Linked DNA regions of Cricetulus griseus: region 2 is linked to region 1. The links are chromatin contacts, called in public Hi-C maps. All regions are on one chromosome and are shown on one strand. Each heading gives the region's core, a stretch centred on a gene start, on an enhancer-like site or on the middle of the called end of the contact. The rest is flanking DNA. Distances are from core to core; before and after follow the strand shown. Region 1 overlaps Mapre3 (microtubule-associated protein RP/EB family member 3). Region 2 holds the start of Mapre3 (microtubule-associated protein RP/EB family member 3).

What was found. A called contact is a pair of places that touch in the nucleus more often than the background predicts.
Region 2: a contact with region 1 is called in a Hi-C map of the CHO-K1 cell line, with 6 times the contacts expected there. The contact joins the promoter of Mapre3 here to the enhancer-like site in region 1. A contact is called at or near these places in 6 of 8 Hi-C or Micro-C datasets (the CHK-Q cell line, the CHL-YN cell line, the CHO-K1 cell line and 2 more).

Annotation. Positions count from the first base shown.
Region 1 is chr7:13,518,366-13,524,388 of CriGri-PICRH-1.0, reverse strand. All of the region lies in intron 1 of Mapre3 (microtubule-associated protein RP/EB family member 3), which reads left to right. Among named protein-coding and RNA genes, the nearest start is that of Tmem214, 19 kb to the right of the region's middle. Within about 2 kb of position 2,923, at least 1 of the 6 cell types and tissues checked has open chromatin away from gene starts, as enhancers often do. A contact at or near this core is called in the CHO-K1 cell line, where this site is marked.
Region 2 is chr7:13,551,347-13,557,369 of CriGri-PICRH-1.0, reverse strand. It overlaps Mapre3 (microtubule-associated protein RP/EB family member 3), which reads left to right and starts at 2,772. Exons shown (of 7, transcript XM_027424514.2): 1 at 2,772-2,939.

The DNA of each region.
Region 1 (6,023 bases), core at 1,674-4,173:
TGTTGTTTAGAGATTTCTTGGGGTTTTTGTTTGTTTGTTTGAGATAAAGTCCCACATAGCTCAGACTAACTATAAACACTATGTACTGAGCTCCTAATCTTTCTGTCTCTGTCTACAAAGTACTGTGATTGCAAGAGCGTGTCACTATTCATAGCTTGTAGTTTAATTAATGTTATATATGATGAGTGGTTTTAATTGTCAATTTGACTCAGTCTAGAATTACCTTGGAAGAATCCCTCTCAATGGGGGATTATCAAGATGCTGCTGGCCTGTGGGCATGTCTGTGGGGGTTTATCTTGATTACCTACAGGTGGCAAGACCCACCCACAGTCATGAGTGGGTGGCACCATTCCCTAGGATCATGAACTGTCTGAAAGAAATCAGGCGGAACACAAGCATGTCTGTGTCCATTCAGTGTCCACTCTTCACTGTGGATGTAACCAGCTGATTCCAGTTCCTGGGGCCTTGACTTCCCTGCAGTGTTAGGCTATGGCCTGCAACTAGGAGCCAAATAAGCCCCTCCTTCTTTAAGTTGCTTTTGCCAAGGTATTTTATCACAGCAACAGAACAACACTAAGATAAACATAACAAATGTCAATTTCCTGGTTTTAGTAATGGCCATATAGCCTGTTACTGGAGGAATTGGATGAGGACACCCAAGAACTCATTTTTATTTGAATCTTGAGTCTCAAATCACCTAAAAATGAAAAACTTGCAAAAATTGGAGCAGTGCTGTCTTAAACAGCGGCCCTTGAAATTAACTCTCCAGTATTTCATAGAAAAGATAATGTAAAGTAAGAGCTCTGAAAGTTGTACATCGAAATAGGTTTCTTTTTTTGTTTGTTTGTTTGTTGTTTTTGCTTTTTGTAATTCCTCCCAAGTGCTGGAATTAAAGGTATGAGCCGCCACTGTCCGGCTGAATTAAGTTTCTGAATGTTGTGATTCATAATAATTTCAATTCAGAAATGGTTCTGCTGTTTTAACTACATATTATTTTACCTGTACTTTTGTATTGTTGCAAATATACTCTGTTCACACAAAAAAAATCTTTTTTTTTTTTTCTGTTTGCTTTTTTGAGACAGAGTTTCTCTGTGTAACCCTAGCTGTCCTGGAACTAGCTCTATAGATCAGACTAGCCTTGAACTCAGAGACCTGCCTGCCTCTGCCTCCCGAATGCAGGAATTAATAGCTTGCACTACCACCACCTGGTTTAAAATTCTTTGGAGACTTTCCCCTTGACCATGGCATCCAGAGCTGCTGGTGATAGGGCTTTTACTTCTTTCTAGTCATGTCTTTGCCCACACATGCATTCTGGGTAGATTCTTGGCTGTCTTCCCTCTCTTCCCCGTGCATTTCCTCTTAACTCTCAATTCAAGCTCCTAGCAGAAAAAAAGCAGATCAGCTTAATCAGCCGAGTGTGTCACCACTGGTCATGTCTCTCACTGTCTATCTCCCACCTTTACCTTGGTTTCCTCCAGCAGCAGGCTGGGTCTCGTGGCTTCCTGTAGGTGGCATTCCTTACACAGTGGCTGGCATGTAGTCCTGCGTGTGGAGCACATGCTTCGGTTGTGGTGAGTGAAGCAGATATGTGAGGAATATGGTAGTCTCTACAGTGTCCCTGGCAACCCCTTTTGTTTATCTATTGTCTTACATTAATTTTCCTTAAAACAAAAGGCCAAAAGGGTTTCCAATGAACCACACAACTAAACACTAAATCAATACTGAAATCATTCTTTTCTGGGCTGGAGAGATGACTCCAGGAATGCTTGAAAACCCTAGTTTGGCCGGGCGTTGGTGACACACACCTTTAATCCCAGCACTCGGGAGACAGAGGTAGGCAGATCTCTGTGAGTTCGAGGCCGGTGTGGTCTCCAGAGCGAGTGCCAGGATAGGCTCCAAAGCTACACAGAGAAACCCTGTCTCGAAAAACCAAAAAAAAAAAAAAAAAAAAAAAAAAAAAAAAAAAGAAGAAAAGAAAAGAAAAAAGAAAACCCTAGTTTGGTTCCCAGCACCTATCAGGTGGTTCATAGCCACTTATAGCTGCAGCTCTAGGCTATGTGATACCCTCTTCAGACCTCCCCAGGCACACATCTGCACAGGCAGCATACACACATAAAATAGATAAATAAATAAAATAAAATATAATAAAATAAAAATAAATGATTAAAAAACATTCTTTCAGCCGGGCAGTGGTGGCACACGCCTTTAATCCCAGTACTCGGGAGGCAGAGGCAGGCGGATCTTTGTGAGTTCGAGACCAGCCTGGTCTACAAGAGCTGGTTCCAGGATAGCCTCCAAAGCCACAGAGAAAACCCTGTCTCAAAAAACAAAACAAAACAAAACAAAACATTCTTTCCTAAATATTCTTTTCTAAATATTTAGATTTTATTAACATTTCCCCTCATTCTTTGGAAGTACTGGCAATTAAACCCAGGGCCTTACCCAGCTAAGCTGGCCCTGTAGCTGAGCTGTATCCTCAGCCCTGCCCTTTCCTTCTCCCTCCTTTCTTTTTTTGTCTTGTTGTCCTTATTTTGAGACAGGATCTCACTAAGTTGACCAGGCAGGCTTTGAACTTGTGACCCTTCCACCTCTCCCTTTGTTTCTTGATCCAGTGTTTTATGCATGGGGTATGCTCCCACTCCTGAGCCTCCTGGCACAGATAAGATCTAGAACTGACTTGGGCGGTAGACCATGAGTTCTGAAGGAATGTGGGGAATATCGAGCCACAGAGCACAAGTCTATGTTTAACCTATATTGCACTTAAGGTTTTAACTCACGGGAACGACATCCTGTAGTGGCCTTGACACAAGTGGCCTTGATGACAAACTCCTGAATTCCATCCTTAGCATTCTTGTGTCTGGACTCCCCCAGTCAGTTGCAAGTCTAGCTCTGTCCCCACACTCCAGCAGAATGACTCAGGGCTCCTTCCTTCCTTCTTGTGCACTCTAATGACGGCTCCATTACATTCTGGTCCTGTCATTAACAGGACTGCCACCTCCTCCTGGAACCAGCTCTTCCCTTGGATCCTGAGACTTACCCACCTGGCCCAGCCTCCTCGCCTTTGGTGGCACACCCTAACATTCCTCTAGGACTTAGTCACAGGTCTCATGCTCACTTGGTCAAATAAAAGTGACAGTAAACACGCTTCCTGTTTTCACTGCTCTCTGACATCCCGTCATCTTTACAGGCCCACATCAGGGACTACCTTCCCCCAGAATTACCTGCCAATTAACCCCCTCCCCCCACTCAGCTTTTGCAGGCTGTTGGGTGCCTGAGAGCCAGATGTGCTGTTTTAATGATGGGGTCCCTGGTCCATTTATGAATGACTTTGTCTTCAGCCAAACAAAAGATTCCTTAAAGAGAAGACCAGGCCTTAAAGTGATGCTGGGGCTACAAGGTGCCCCACTGGGTTGACCACATGAATCAGTGGTCAGCAAATACTTGCTGGTTGAAAGTAAGGCTGATTGAGGGGCTGGAGAGAGGACTCAGAGGTTACGAGCACTGGCTGCTCTTCCAGAGGTCCTGAGTTCGATTCCCAGCAATTGAACTCAGGTGGCTCACAACCATCTGTAATGAGATCTGATGCCCTCTTCTGGCATGCAGTATATAATATATAAATAATAGCGTAATATAAATATAAATACATAGTAAACCTTAAAGTAAGACTGATTGAAACAGTAGGAGAGAGAGAGAGAGGGGGACAGAGGAACCTCTACAATTCCTTCCCTCCTCCTCTTCCAGGGTGAAAGTAGAGTGTAGCACTCTGCACTGCAGCTATACAAACTCAACCCTCGCTTCCAGCAGTGTGACGGTGCTGGAAGGAGCTGCTCTGGGGTCAGGAGGCTTGAGCTCAGCCTAACTTTACTTTGCCAGTGGCTGATCATGAACATGGGCTCTTGAATCCAGGGCCTTCATTTCCTCATATGCAGAGCTTAGTTGGTGATTAAAGCCTTCAGGGGAGAACTGCTCTGACCTACATGAGTGGTGCTCCCAGTAGGCATTTCAGAGCCTGTGATAGGCCAGAAGAGAGGCTATAGGAAGGTAAGCAGGCCTTCTGGGATTAAGGCGGGATCTGCCTCCATCTGGGATTAATCCCATAAAGTGGGCAGGGAGGGTGGAGTGCTGGGTTCATGGAGAATCAGACAACACAGAACCTGAAGTTTGCTCTGGACAGCTCTATGGCAGACAGGCCGGTAGAAAGGCTGGAGGATAAGTGAGCAGTCTGTATTCTGTCAACAGGGCAAGGGGATAAAACTGGAAGGGATGCCAAGGGGACACTGAATGGGGGAAGGATTGGGCCTAGGGCCAGAGGAAACATACTAATTAATTCATAAAATCCAGCACTTTGGAGAAGGCCAAGAACTTAGCAGAACACTGTCCTACATGACCACAATAAGCTTCAGACCAGAAGAGATGTAGTCCTGCTTTGTGTGTGTGTGTGTGTGTGTGTGTGTGTGTGTGTGTGTGTGTGTGTGTGTGTTTTCATGCACACGTGTGCCATGGTGTATGTAGAAATCAGAGGATAATTTAGAAAAGGTGGTTCTCTCCTTCTATCATCTGGGTCCCAAGTATTGAACTCAGGTCATTCGACTTTGCTGTGCGATCACCTTGGCACACTTAGCCTGAATGTGGTTTTAAAAGAACATAAAATAACATGGTTTGTGTCTGTCCCCAGAAACATGGACAGGCTTTGGGAGCCTGGAGAGCCACAGAAGAGATGCCAGACCCAATAGGGCTTTGGAAACGGGAATGTTCTCTTCCCAACATGTCCCAGAAGCTCCTGCAGCCCCATTCCCTGTCCTCGGGCCATCCACAGTGGGCCAGCTATCTGTTCCCCTGAACATGCTAGGGGGAAAGACACTCCTGGAATGTGGCCAGGTCCTTCTCTGGAACCATCCTGACATCCTTCTCTGAGTAACCTGGGGAACGTTGTCATCTGCTGCTGGAGAAAAGACTTAAGTCTATGCTGAGAGTCTCAAGGCTCCGTACAATATGTATAACCAGATGCCAAGCTGGCATTTCCTCTCTCCTGTAGCCAGCAGCACTTCCTTGGAGTGAACACAAAACCAAGAACAAAAACCATCTTCTGCACCCCTCCTCTGCCATCTGAACCCTGTTTCCTAGTCATACCTCTCTTACCACTTAGGGCAGTCACACTTAGCAGCTGTTGCATCCAGGGTCCTAGGCCCACACTAGCTGAAGGAAGAGAAGGATGCCCAGCTCCCAAGACACCCCTCTGTTTTCCTGGCGAGAGCCTTGGCAGCCAGGCAGCAGAGAGCCGAAAGCCAAGCGTGTCCTGCTCTCTGCCTGCTCAGGACCCTGAGTCAGGAAATAAGGAATGGAGTTGAAGATGTTGACAATTCTGAGTTGCTCAGCCCCCAAGGTGAGGTAGCCTTTGGTCCTCATAGCAGTGTCTCCTCCAACCATCCCCACAAGTTGTCACAAGTCTGGTTCTTCAGTCATAAAAACTGAGCCTCTTGCCCTGGCTGGCCAGGCAGGAAGATGCATTTCTTGCTGCACACATCCTCACTGCACCACACCCTCACTGCGCCACATCCTCACTGCACCACACCCTCACTGCATCACACCCTCACTGTATCACACCCTCACTGTGCCACACCCTCACTGCGCCACACCCTCACTGCATCACATCCTCACTGCGTCACATCCTCACTGCGTCACATCCTGACTGAATCACATCCTCACTGCGCCACATCCTCACTGCACCACACCCTCACTGCATCACATCCTCACTGCGCCACACCCTCACTGCGCCACACCCTCACTGCATCACATCCTCACTGCACCACACCCTCACTGCATCACACCCTCACTGCACCACATCCTCATTGCACCACATCCTCACTGCGTCACATCCTGACTGAATCACATCCTCACTGCACCACATCCTCACTGCATCACACCCTCACTGCATCACACCCTCACTGCACCACATCCTCACAGCACCAGACCCTCACTGCACCACATCCTCACTGCACCACATCCTCACTGCACCACATCCT
Region 2 (6,023 bases), core at 1,523-4,022, 33 kb before region 1:
CATGTAAATAGCCCAACTGCCCTGAAGCTACCAGATGGCAGGAAAGCCAAGGCTAGCTATGAAATGCCATGAAGGCAGGAGGTCGTCCAGAAAGCTCCTGATGTTTGAGCCCCAGGGACCATTTGATACCAGGATCATCTAAACGAGCTCACCCTAAACTCTTAGCCCACAGACATTAAGATAATAAAAATGATTGTTTACACCATAGCAGTTATGGTGATTCACTATGTAAAAACAGGTAAATAAACAAACCTTCAAATGTTAACCCAGAGAGACTCTGGGAACTGGGACAAGGAGAGTGTGTTTCAGATCCTCCTGCCTCCCGTGTGGTGAGAGATGATGACTCAAAGTGTACAACCTTTCATCTCAGGGTTACTCAGGGGCTGTCTACACCCCCCAGGTCTACACCTACAAACGCAGAGCCGAGCTAGAACTTCACAAGGAAGTAAATGGAGCCTGAAATCTCACCCTTGTTTTTGTAGCAGCCAGACACCTTGGAGGGGTAGTCAGGAACCACTTCCAGTTTCCAGTTATGTGGCCAGGGGGCAATATCACCTAGTACCTACAATTCCAACAGAATTTTTTCCTGACAACTGCATTAGATGGGAGGGGGAGGGGGGAATTTGTTCACTACATGCCAGGTTTTTGTTGTTGTTGTTTGTTTGTTTCTCTTTTGTTTGTTTGTGTTTTTCCTTACTCTCTAATCTGCCACCTCTTTTCCCTGAGAGAATGGATCTGTTTGGGGTACTTTGACATCAGCAGTTCTTGGGTAGTCCTGGGGTGGGATTCATGTGAACAAAACAGGGAGACTTGGAGGAGAAAATTAGACCTTCAAGGCTGACTTTAAGTGACTTAAAGAAACAGAACATCTCTGGCATGCCAGCCTATCCAGAAGAATCCAGTGCTGTTCACTGAAGGGTATAATCAGCACCTGCTTGTGTTCATACTAAAGTTAAGGAGGGTGTCTTCAGCCAGTATGGACCTCACTGGAAATACTTGTGACTGTAGAAGGGAAAATTACAAAAAGTGAGGATTCAGGCCAGGGGGTGGGAGCGCACACCTTTAATCCAAGCGCTCAGGAGGCAGAGACAGGTGGGTCTCTGTGACTTCAAGGCCAGCCTGGTCTACACAGCAAGTTCTAGGACAGGCTCCAAAAATACAGAGAAACCCTATCTTGAAATATAAAGGGAGGTTTCAGGATATAGGAAATGCCAGAGTTTTTGGTTAATAGATAACTAGAGCCTTGGTATTAAGATGAAAAGGAAGGGTGTTGGCCAGCTAAAATGGTAGCAGCAGTAGTTAACAAAATATGTGCAGAGGCAATGAGGAAGACGTGGACTGTCAGACAGTTAGGTCAGAGAAAGCGAGGAAAAATGAAAACTTTGTCTTCACTTGAGTCAATTACATACACATTTAGTGGGACTCTTCTACGTGTCACATTCTGTGGGAGATGCTAAGGGAGGCTGATGAGTAAGAATTCCTGCCCACCAGGACACACAGTCTGACTAGGGAGCAGAAGTGTAAACAAAGGATGCTACTGTAAGATGTATGTAACCAACAAGGTGTGTACAAAGTGGGTTCAGAGGTGACAACAAGACATCCCCGGGAGTCAGGACTAGGTGAGGGAAAGACGGAAGCCACCTTCACAAAGAGAACCAAGCCAATGGCCTCTCAATGGCATTGGGTATAACAAAGCCCTGGAGGGAACAGTATGGACCAAGGACTGCAGGCACTGGGAGGAAGAAGATGTATCCAAACCTGAGGCTATCCATCAAAGCAGACTTGGAACAAGGAATTTGGGAACATGAATGGATGTGTCAAAGAAGGATCTAGTTGTGAAGAATGGAGTCTACACCAGCTAGTGGGCCAGGGGAAGGAACAACAGCTGTCAGCAAATGCACTGTGGGAGGGACTATATGGTTAGTAAATACTCAGGGGATAGCTAATCAAAGATGGTGAGTTAAAGGCCACCAGGCTACAGAAAAGAGCCTGTCTTTCGTTTTTGTGTTGCTGTTGTTGAGAGAGGATGTCACTCTGTAGCCCAGGATTGGCCTTGAACTTTTGGTAATCCTCCTGCCTCCGCCTCCCAAGTTCTAGAATTATAGGTGTGAGCCTATACTTTACCAGGCTGGGAGGACCTGTCTCAAACTACAACGACAAATAAACAAACCCCTCGATTATGTGTATAAATGCCATTCTGTTACTCCACTTCGAGGTAAAGGGGCAGGCTTCCTCGCGGGAGGCTAAAGGGGACGTTTGACTGAGGTAGGGGAAAACTACGTGCCTTTGAAGATTAGCGTAACAGACCGCAATTGGAAGCCAGAAAGCAAGTAAGGCCATCAAACCTGGCTTCAGTCCTCCCATGTCAGCGAAAGAGAAGAAATAGTCTCTTCTTCTGCCTTTGCTGAAGCGGTAAGAAAACCCCCATCATCCCGCTCCTACGGAATCAGAAGTAAAGGTTCCCTCCTTCTCTGACTAGAGGAATTGTTACGCTGTTGCTAAGGGAAAAGGAAGGGGCTGTTCCCAGTTGCCATGGTGACAAGGTAAGAGCGTTCCCTCGGTACCGCCGTACGTTTACCAAGTGGTTTCTTCTCCTCGTTTCTATGGCGATCTAGAGGGATTGTTCTCGTCTCCCGCACCTCCCGCCGCCGTTGCTAGGACGAGGTAGAGGTAGGGGTTGTCCGCCTCTCGCCGCCCGGTTGCCGTGGAGACGGCGGGTGCCCTGGCCCCGCCCCGCTCGGGCTGACAGCGGTGGCCGCATCGCGCCTGCGCAGTGCTCTCGTCCCCCCGCAGTCTCTGTGCGTTGAAGCCGGAGACCGCGGCGGCCTCTGCTAGGACCCTCCGCCCCGGAGCCTCCGGCCGGAGCCGCAGCCTCTGCCGCAGCGTCCCTGCCGCCCGTCCCCTCCCCTGTCGCCTCCGCCGGAGCCGCCTCGCGCACTGTGAGTCCGGGCCGAGGCCACGGTCGCCGTGGGGCTGAGTCAGCGGGAGGCCCGGACCGGGCTGGGGGAGGGGAACCGGGCTCCCCATCTCCGCCGGCTCCCGCCCCCGCCCCCACTCGTGTCCCATTCCGCCGTCTCCGGCTCTCGGTGACCTCCTCGGTGGTCTCGGGGCCAGGCCTCCCCTGCCACTCCTCCTGCTCTTCCCTCCTCCCTCGGGACCCACCTTGGGGTTCTTCCCCTCTAGATGTGGCGCTGTCGCACCTCTGCCCGGGGCGTTGTATTTCCCCCAAACTCCCTCCTGCCTGCCCTTGTCCCCTGTCCCCTGTCCCCTGTCCCCTCTCTTTACTCCGGGGCCTGACATCTCCCAGCCTCTAGTTTCCCCAAGTGATCTGCAGAAACAGAGTGATGAGGGAAGAGAGCCAGTGGAGACTTGGGGGAGGGGGACATTGTATCTGTCCAAACCTTGGGACCCTAGGGACCAATTCTCCCACCCGCTCCTGACCCGCTCCTGACGAGATTGGTCTAGGAAAGCAGGCCTGGATAGTTCTAAGTAGCTGCGGAGAGCCGGCGCGGCTTGCGGAATAGGTTTTTGCTAAGAGGGGTCAAGCTACATTGTGATCAGCTACTGTTGGGTGTACAGGGCTCGTGCATAGTGGCCTTCCAGTGCGCCGAGCCACTGCCCTGGCCACCGGGAAGCGAAGGGAGTGGAGGGAGGGGGACATGGTTGGTTTGGGAGCTTAAGTTCATGTGCTTCCGGTTCTTTTGTGTGTGTGTGTGTGTGTGTGTGTGTGTGTGTGTGTGTGTGTGTGAATAAACAACCTGCAGGACTCTTTAAATGTCTAAAGAGGCACATTGCGTCCTTGGCATACGTGAAGTTTGAAGACCGACCTGTAATATCTATAGCAACTGCTTACTGTTTCTATAAGGAGTCTTGGCAGAACTTGATTTCCCATACCTGTAAATTTGGTGAAGTAACCAACCAGGCAATAGTGGGTTTTGACGGTAAGAGCAAAGTGGGGAGGAGGGGCCGTTGAGAGTCCTCATGGAGTAGCTTGGAGACCGGTATCCCTGCCTCCTGCGGCTCTGAGTCTTGGCGGGGCCGTTGCCTGGTAGGAGGCCTTTTCCTGGTAGGATTCCCAGGGTTGCCTTTGCCACGCATCCCCTTGCCTATCTTGCCATACCCAGTGTTGAAATAGAGTCCCAAGCTATTCTTTTTTTCCAGCAATAAACTCAGCTGAAGTTAGTTTGTGCTCATAGCCAGAAAGTTCTTCATAGACAAGCCTCAACTCGAGGGCTCCTAACTACTGTGTGCACCTCATTGCCAGCTTCCTTTGATTCCTTTTTTTTCCTCCCAGATTTCAATGTAGTGTTCGAAAATATGTGTAAATATAAGGCAGCTCTAATGAATAAAAGGTTTTGGACTTCTTTTCTTTTTTTAACTCCAGGCTACAAAGGGTCCACTCCTAAAACTCATGGTGAAAGACCCCGACTTGTCAGGAGTTTCTGGAGTTGCAGCGATTTTGCTCCTAGGCTTTGCTCACTCATGGCCTATTGGCAGCCTCCTCAGGGCCACTCCCTGCCCCCATGCCCATCAGATTCATTTACAGTCGAAAACACGGCTGTCGCCCTAGTTTTAAACATAGAGATGGAGTTCAGGAAAATGACAGCCCCCATCCAACAGTGGAGTTTGTTCTGTTTCGGATGCCAGTCTGGGGTTTGGCGGGATGCACCTGCCTGTGGTGCAATGGGAACTCTGGGGCCTGAGAGCTACATTCCTTCCTCTGGTCCCTCTCTGTGTCACATAGCTTGCCCAAATACCCGAGGAGGGCAGGAGGGGACAGCTGTGCTGGAGAGCTGCTCTTCCTGGACTGAGTGTATTTTGGGAATCAGTGTTATTACTGGGGTGGATGGGGGTGAATTAAGCAAGAAAATGTGTCAAGGCTAGAGAGATCAGGGGAGTGTGAGGTGCAGTGTTCCCTTTGCAGCCTGCTATGGGATAGTACCTCTTCAGAACATCAGAGTGGCTTTTATATGGGTTAATTTGCCTTTGAAATCCGTAGCAGTGTTTTATGAGATAATGATTAAATGCCTTATAAACTGATCCTCTTAAGAAACATGACTGAGACCTCTCTCATAGGCCTATCCAGCTACTATTGAAGGTAATTGTTAAGATCAGGGAGGGGAGCATGATTTGGACCAAGTCAGACCTAAAGCTGTGTGACAGGTGTTATATGGTTTTATAGGACTGTATTTCCTTGATCTTGAAACAAACCTGTAATTTACCATCATCTTTTAGGTAAAGTGTGTGTGTGTGTGTGTGTGTGTGTGTGTGTGTGTGTGTGTGTGTGTGTGTTTAGATTCTGAGCTACATCGTAGTTTCAAAAGCAGGAATTAGCAAGCCTTAAGGGAGATATTTGTGTATCTTAGAGTGAGAATGGTGTTTCATTTCTGTAAAGATGCCAGGACTGCCCCACGTAAGAGCTCATTCATTGTCAAGGTGGGTGTCTCCAAGCCCATGCCCTTTATGGGTTTAGGTGATTAACCAGACTTAGGCATGCTAGTAACTACTGAACAAAACAAAGTTCCCATGTGGGAGTCCAACTCAGGGCCATAATATGCTACTCTCCAGAAATTTAGTAAACAGCTGGAAGCAAACATCTTATGAACTAGCCCTGAATATAGGCAAGTGGTGTTTTTCAGAAGCTAAGTAGGAAATGTAAATGTTCAGATCAAAATGAATGTGCTCCCGTTCATTTATAAACATATCTGTGAGGATCCCAGACACGTGTTCCTCTCCCTGTAGTATCTTAGAACTGAACAGAAACATAAGATGTCATAATGTTCTTATTTCCGGGTTTTGACATGAGACACTAAGAGTTAAGTGATTTGCCCCCAGGTGACTCCACTAATGTAGAAAGTATGTGGAAACACTCAACTGTGTACAATGCGCAAATGACCATTAGTGTCTGAGTCAGAATTAGAAAAAACATTTCCAGGGCTGGAGAGATGGCTCAGAGGTTAAGAGCACTGACTGCTCTTCCAGAGGTCCTGAGTTCAATTCCCAGCAACCACATGGTGGCTCAC